Linked DNA regions of Zea mays: region 2 is linked to region 1. Evidence: chromatin contacts called from public Hi-C data. All regions are on one chromosome and are shown on one strand. The core of a region is the stretch at or near the end of the contact, and the rest is flanking DNA. Distances in the headings are between cores, read along the strand shown. Region 1 overlaps LOC100382343 (DNA gyrase subunit B mitochondrial). Region 2 holds the start of LOC100284410.

What was found. Hi-C and Micro-C count contacts between places; a contact is called where the count stands out from the background.
Region 2: a Hi-C map of tassel shows a contact between it and region 1, with 2.8 times the contacts expected there. The contact joins the promoter of LOC100284410 here to the enhancer-like site in region 1. A contact is called at or near these places in 3 of 25 Hi-C or Micro-C datasets (ear, leaf and tassel).

Annotation. Positions count from the first base shown.
Region 1 is chr3:42,801,060-42,804,985 of Zm-B73-REFERENCE-NAM-5.0, reverse strand. LOC100382343 (DNA gyrase subunit B mitochondrial) reads left to right here. Exons shown (of 21, transcript NM_001175090.1): 18 at 506-559; 19 at 641-746; 20 at 1,031-1,161; 21 at 1,248-1,648. The coding sequence ends at 1,316. Among protein-coding and RNA genes, the nearest start is that of LOC100382343, 18 kb to the left of the region's middle. Within about 2 kb of position 2,020, at least 13 of the 20 cell types and tissues checked have an H3K27ac peak or open chromatin away from gene starts, as enhancers often do. A contact at or near this core is called in ear and tassel, where this site is marked.
Region 2 is chr3:43,770,314-43,774,239 of Zm-B73-REFERENCE-NAM-5.0, reverse strand. LOC100284410 reads left to right here and starts at 1,970. Exons shown (of 5, transcript NM_001157305.2): 1 at 1,970-2,137; 2 at 2,326-2,481; 3 at 3,099-3,150; 4 at 3,227-3,293. The coding sequence starts at 2,326.

The DNA.
Region 1 (3,926 bases), core at 771-3,270:
AGAGAGGTCTACCATCCCTTGCTGATTCTAGCTGCAGCATCACTTCTCTAGCTAACTCGAGCTGTAACTTGAAGTTGCCCACTTTTTTGTCACTCCATCGTTGTTGGTAACAATTAGGGGTGCAAACGGATACTTATTCGGATATCCGTTTTTTGGTCTTTTTTCTTTGATTTTGAATTAATAAAATATAGAATCTGCTATGCAAATCTATATTCCACGCTCAAATATATCATGTCTTCTCAAATAATAGATATAAATTTCGGATACATATTGGATACAGATATTTTTTCACCTTTTTGGTAGTAGGGAGCAAATAATGTATAAAACAATTTATACAAAAAAATATTCTTATTTATAATAATGTGCTTCATAACATAAGAAGAGATTAGCATCAAATTTCATACATATATATTTTAAAATATTAAATGAAGTTTTTTATTTCAAATTTCATACATATCTATTTTAAAATATTAAATGAAGTTTTTTATTTCCTTACGATCTGCAGAGAGCATTATTTGATGAAGGTTGCATCTACGTTGGTGTACCTCCTCTTTACAAGGTTTGATTGTGGCTTCAAGTTTAGTAGTCTTGAAGACGAATTGATCTTAATTGTTAAAAGTTGTGTATGTTGTGGTGTTAGGTTGAGCGTGGAAAACTAGCACATTACTGCTATGATGATGCCGACCTCAAAGAGATAGTTAACACCTTCCCTGCAAATGCATCATATCATATCCAGAGGTTTAAAGGTACATTTAACTATTGAACAATGAGCTTCTAAGAAAATATCCTGGCACATAAAAAAACATTTTTCTTACTTCAGTGCACATTTTTAATTGCCTTCTATTTCATCTTGACAAACCCCTCAAACTGGCACCCATCCTCCCCACCTCCAACCGACAGATTATTTGTCTCCACTCACCCTGACTGGATGACTATACCGTCTTATGTCGGTTTCAAGTCTTTACATATTCAGTGGTTCTTATGTTTCCTTTGTCGTTATCTTCTATTTGCTTTTCTGGTGTTGCAACAGGTTTGGGTGAGATGATGCCTGCACAATTATGGGAAACAACGATGGATCCTGAGAGGCGGCTGTTGAAGCAGCTTAGGGTTGAAGATGCTGCCGAGGCCAATGTTGTGTTCTCGTCACTTATGGGCACCCGGGTAAGCAACCAAGATTCCTAAAAACACTTAGAAGCTAATGTTTTATTCTCCATGTTACTAAAAATCTCCATATTGTATCTTTCCAGGTTGAATATAGGAAGGAACTGATCCAGAAAGCTGCTAGCATGATCAACATAGATCAACTTGACATTTGAAGGCATTAAGTAAGGCTGTCCTTTCTGTGTATGATATAGAAGGTCCGCCACCTGCTGCTTTTCTTGCCACTCCAACAGGATTCTAGCGTTGCAGACTTGATGATACCTTGGCAACATCTTTTTGGTGCTAGAGTAGCAGAAAACGTAGGGTACAAACATTGGATCCAGGATGAGAGCTGGGTTTCCTAACGAAAACTCTGATTCATTTGTGGCGGTGCTATAACCATTTCAGCTTGACAGTTCAGAGCTCACGGGTGTAGTTCCCTGCTGACATCGTTCCTCCGATACGGTGTAATATGCTTTTATATCTATCGCCTAATATTTGCTTCATGATTCCGTGTCTCCTTTCTTAATCTGGCAGTTAAGTATCTGTATGAGCTATGGATTCGTCTGATGTTTAAATTGGACGGTTTGAACCCAGTTGACATGTGAGCAATATCTGGTTTGGTTTATAGGTACCAGGTTTAGAGAGCAATATCTAAGAGATTTTGTAAACTAAATCTCCAAACTCAATATTTAGTGGATCGTTGAAATAGATAGCTCTTCATAATAACATTCCAACGGACTCTTCATAATTGAAGCCACTCTGCATATTTCAATGGGGCACGTAACAGATCCAGTTTCGTTGTCGCTTGCGCCGTCTGTTGTCTCGCACGCTCGACGCGTTAACTGGACTAGGCCAGAGCTATAGAACGAGGCACTGGCGCCCTGCCATTGGCCAGCCGCGAGGCACTTCTCTGCATTTGTCATCGGTGCTGACATTTACCCGCCTGCCCATAGCCCTTTCGTCAGCTACTGAGGTACTGCAGCCGGCTACGCTGGGATTCCAACGCCGGGGAAGAGTACAGTACAACCGACCAGGGCCAAGTCAGGTAGGTTTTTCGGTGGCATCCCCTTATAATTTTTCCCTTATCCTAAGGTGGTCCTCTATCGTGAATTTCCGAAGTTTTTGGATGTGTTTAGTTCACCTTTCTAAAACAAATTTGCTGTAAAAAATATGGAATCTCAACCAAACGTCTACAACAGAATAGATTCCTGGAAATCTACATATTTCTCCGGTTCAGTTTAGAATTAACTTCTACCCCATACTTTCTAGGTTCATGCTATCTATTTAGTTGTCAGCTGTTTAGCCAAACATATTTTAGTTTTTCCAACTGTAAGACCACAATAATTTTTTTCACAGTTCAGAGTTAGAATAAGATTATTCAGGAATCGCAAAACCATTAGCTCGCAACACCTTTTTTTGTAGTTCACAACTAGAATCAGATTTGCAGGAATCTACAACTAAACCAAATAGACCCTGAATCAAGTGAGGATTCCTTGGACCATTCCGATGATGATGATGAAATATATGCTACTGGACAGAGCATACACTAAACAGTTGCGTCGTGGCTCCATAGAAGGACATCCGATATTGAATCGTGATAACCTCTAGCTGAGTTGGTTAGTTGGTCTGAGTAGCAATCCTCAAGTTCTATGTTCGATTTCCCGTGGGAGTGAATTTTAGGCTGAGATTAAAAAAAATACTCGTCGGTTCCCTTGGTCGGTATGGATGAACCAACCTATGGTGGATGGGCCCGTGTAAGGGAATGATTATGTGGGTTGGACCTCAAAGCATGGGTCAAGGCCTGAACCATAGGGAACCACATCCCCATGTATAAGTGATTGGGCTCTAGTTGAGCACTTCTTAGTGAAATATTGTCGGTGTTTCGTAACCACAAGATAGTTATTCTAGTGGTTTGTGTGTCTTGGTGTGGATGATGTGCAAAGTGGACACAAAGATTTTATATTAGTTCGGACGACTGAATGTCCATGCGTCTAGTTGAGTAACTTGTGTTACCTTGCACTTAGTTTGTAGTAGGGGGTTACAAATAGGCGAGAGAGGGAAGAGCTCCCAAGTCTCTAGTGAGTGTGCGAGCGAGGTGACAAGTTCTCTATGCGATTACAAGTGTGATGTGTTGACTTGTTGGCTATGTCTACAAGTGGTTGCACGTCCTCATATCATGATCCTTCCCTTCCTTTCATAGGCCAAGGTTAGAGAAGGATCTATTAGATAAGTCCGAGGGGTCAGACGGAATGATTAGGGGCCAGACCCTATTATGTAGCTTCTTTTCCTCTAGGGTTCTCGCCGGCCGAAGAACTCCATGGATGAGCCTTCTTCTGTCAAGGTACTATAGAGATGCCATCGTTATCCTAAACCATGTCGTTATGCACCATCTTGTCCTGTAGTGGTTTATTTGTCGTACTTTGTTGACTTATCTGTGATGGGGTGATTGAACATGTGTTTGGCGTCATGCCATGACATGTGACGACTGTATTCTAACATACCAACGTCATTTAGGCCACACACCCATGTTAGAGTCTGACTCATATGTTCCCATGTCTATAGTGCTCGAGATGGTACAAACTAACAAATTTTAGACCCACGCGGTCGGGCAAAGTATTTGACCTCTAGGCAAGGCGGAACTCTAGGTTAAGGTTTCCTAGCCTCGAGATTCTTGTGGGTCAGGGTTAGGTGAAGCAGAGACTTGAGGATAAGTCGCTTTTCTTGAGACCCTTAGGGATCGAGGGTCAAGCGAGACAAAATCGTAAGGTGGATCCGCTCGTCTC
Region 2 (3,926 bases), core at 721-3,220, 970 kb before region 1:
TGCCAAATCTCAAGTGAGAAAATTTGGTCTTCATATATGCACTTTTGAGAATAATGTTGCACTTTTAGTTGCTTTTTAATGTATTGGCATAAATCACGAAAAAGGGGGAGATTGAAAGGGAAATGTGCCCTTGGGCCATTTCTATAAGTGTTTTGGTGATTAGATTCCCAACACATAATGTTTTAGTTCATATGAGCTAAGTGGTTGAGAAGTGCAAATCAAGAATCAAGGTATGTTTATAGCCCTAGTAAAATGTTTTTGGATACTAATATATTTCTCTAAGTGCTAGGAACATAGCCAAGAAAACTGGAATCGGACAGGAGAAGTTTTAGATAAGTTTAGCCAAACCTGCACCAGCCTGTAGTGCACCGGACTGTCCGGTGCCCAGGTTGGCCCGACGACGAACTCGTCGCTCTCGGGAAAAAGCGAAGGCGCCACGGCTAAAATTCACCGGACTGTCCGGTGAGCCAACGGCGCCCGCGACCAACGGTCGGCAGCGCAATCAGCGGGCGACGCCTGGCCCGCACTAACGATCAGTTGGTCACACCGGACTGTCAGGTGGGCAACGGACAGTGTCCGGTGCGCCAACGGGACCAAAGGTCCAACGGTCGTCTGCGCCCGATAAAGAAGGAGATCGGGCTCCAGACTGCTACTGTTCATGTCCGGTGGTGCACCAGACTATCCGGTGCGCCACCCGACAGAAGGCAAGAATTGCCTTCCAATTGGATCTCCAACGGCTCCTAGCTGCCTTAGGACTATAAAAGGGACCCCTAGGCGCATGGAGTAGTACACCAAGCATTCTCTGATCATCCCTAGACGCCTAGACTCCGCCACCATGCATTTGGATCACTGTGTTAGAGATTTGAGCAACATTTGAGTTGCGAACTCTCTGTGCCGTGTTTTGTGCTCACGTCTTAGCTTGAGTGTGTGTGTTTGCTGCGAATTGAGTCTTGCGTGTGTTGCTTTCCCTCCCTTACTCTTGTGCTTCTCTTGTGATCAAATATTGTAAGGGCGAGAGGCTCCAATTTGTGGAGATTCCTCGCAAACGGGAAAACTGCGAAGGAAGGAAACCATGGTACTCAAAGTTGATCATTGGATCACTTGAGAGGGATTGAGTACAATCCTTGACCGAAGGAGGTCAACACAACGTGAAGTAGGCATTGATCGAACCACGGGATAAAAATCACCGTGTCTTGTGTCCATCTTAATTGTGATTTGTTTTCTTCTAAAGTTCCCACTTTAGCAACCTGGTTTTAAATCGCACTAACACTTCATAACCAAGTTTTGGCTATTTAGTACTTGATTTTACAGGATCACCTATTCACCCCCTCTAGGAGCTCTCATGAACTCTCTTCTAATTGCTCACTTCATTGGTCGTGTTGTACCAAGACATATTGCATGGGGTAAACAATAACATCAGTTAGGCAAATAAAAAAATATTATACAGAGAGCGGAGACAATCAATAAAAAACCTTGAATTTTTTTATGGATAGTTCACGTGGGTATTATTGTAAGCCGTCGTAACGCATGGGCAACGACTAAGGGTGTGTTTGGTTTGACTTTTAGCTTTGGCTTTTGCCCCTAAAAGCCAAAGGTCAAACCAAATGGCCGAATCTGAAAGGCAGCTTTTTCTAAAAGCCGATTTTCTTGTAGTGTAAAACTGAAAGCATCTCTAGACCTGCTTTTAGTAGCTTTTATGTGGAACTGTGAAAATATATATGGAATAATTTTTAGCGGTTTTTAATGGTTTCCACTAAACGATTTTTAGCTTTTTAGCAGTTCACAGCACACAACAACTTTTTTTACAGCTCACAACAGTTTTTTCACAGCCACAGTCCAACCAAATAGACCCTAATATGCTAATATGCTTTGAAAACTTGTGATTCGGACAATTTTATTATTAAAAGATAAATTAAAAAACCTCATCAAAATAAAAAGATGTTTTCCGAGCTGCCCCAGAGGCCCAGCCCACGGTGTCAGTGTCACCTCTGCTATTTCTTCACCCGTCCGTTCACTTGCGTTCATCCGGCCTACGTTAAAATCTCTCCATCCCGGCGACGACTGGCGACAGCCGCTGCCGGCCTACTCCAGGTCCCCAGGTCTACGTCGGACCCTTCGCCGCGGCGAACACCACCAGGTAACGCAACCCTTATTCTCTCCCTGCTGTGCGAAACCGAGCACCCAAACCCTAATTTAAGCTATTTGTATTCGGATCTGATCTAATTACTACAAGTGGATATGTATTATGCCTACTAACTTTGATTTTTTGGGGAAAAATATCGGGTGTACAGAGATCTGTCACTGATTTTGCAGTCCTCTTGTCAGATGGCGAGCACGGGGCGGTCGATGCTGCTGTCACTGCTCCTCTTCGCAGTGACGCTGTCGCTGCTGGAGATGTACAGGGCCAAGTTCGCCTCGTCGGAGCTCATGACCATTGCCGGTGGATTCGTCTGCTCCCTCCTATTCCTGCTACTCCTCACCGTGCGTTTCTCCTTGTAGTTCCTGTTATTTCTAACTTTCTTTCTCGTTCCTCAAATGGTGCATTGGTGCAGAAGCCATTGGCATTGGAAATATTTGCAATTTGGCCACCCCCAAGTGGTGTTGACACTTTGCTAGTTTGCCATCTATGATTTGTGGGTCTGGTATGATTTGTGGGTCTGGTGGCAAATTAGCGAAGTCCACTGTCGATGGTGGCAAAGACATTGCCCCTCTTTCTGATTTGCTAAATTGAAGTGGTAATGTACGGCCACAGTGAAGTAGTAAATAAACATAGGGCGTGTTTGGTCAGGAACCAGCCGTCGTAAATGAGGTGGTGTACCATGCATGACTTTATCCCATGAAATTTATTTGGTGGGATGACTCCATCCTCATGCGTCATGGTGGATTAATCCATTTCATTCTAAAAACCAAACAAAAAAGTGAGTGAGATGACGATAACCATCCCCTTATGTTGGTGTGGATATCCGTTTTATGGTTACTTCTGTGTTATAACATTAATTACTTCTGGATTCGTCGGCTCTTCATCAAGATTCAAGAAGTGTGCTTACTGCTTGGAATTTTGTCTTATTATGAACTGATAATTGGAACAACTTTTGCAGTTTATTGGAAACTATCAAGAAGCTAGTGGAGATAGAACTGGGTGGGGTGCAGGTATGTATGGCATATGATCTCTCATGTCTTCTCATAGTCTTTTTTTGACTTTGATCACTGTCGCTCCTCCTTGCAGTTGTTGTAGCACAACTTGTAGCTCTTATTGTAGCCGGCACTGTCCACCGTGTCTGTATCACAACATGGTATGTTACCTTGAACACACACCAATGATTTTTTACCAGCCATTAGCATTTATTCTGCCTCATGGATCCATCAATGCTTCCTTTGTGTTAAATAAGGAATTTGTTGAGAACTTAGCATTATCGATAGGTCATAGGTGCTAGTTTGAACATTCTATTGGAATGTTTGTCTATGAGGTTTTCTCTGTTCTGATGCCAGGAAAAGAAAACAAGTCACTTGTTTAGGTAAAGGAGTTGGAACCTCGAATTGTTAATTGAGTCATGTGCAAAACTTAGTTTATTGTTATTAAGGCATGCATCATATATATTTCTTGTGAACCTGGGATTTTTTCTTTCTGGTGCTGTCATCTTAAGGTCAAAATGCATAGTTCACGTGTTCAACCTCAAAACAGTCTAGTGTCAACATAGATAACATACAATCATACATTATGTACTGGTTGGAAGTTGGAACTGATTTCTGGTCAGCAGCCAGAGAATCAAGTAACAGTTATGCAATGTCTGTCCTTTGTTCACTGTTGTTAACTGTGTTGTTATGAATGAGTACTAACACTAGTAATTTGCATGTTGTGAAAACTGTAGAAAATGCTATGGTCTGACTACATTATTCATTAGTTTGATGTTCGATCCCAACAGATG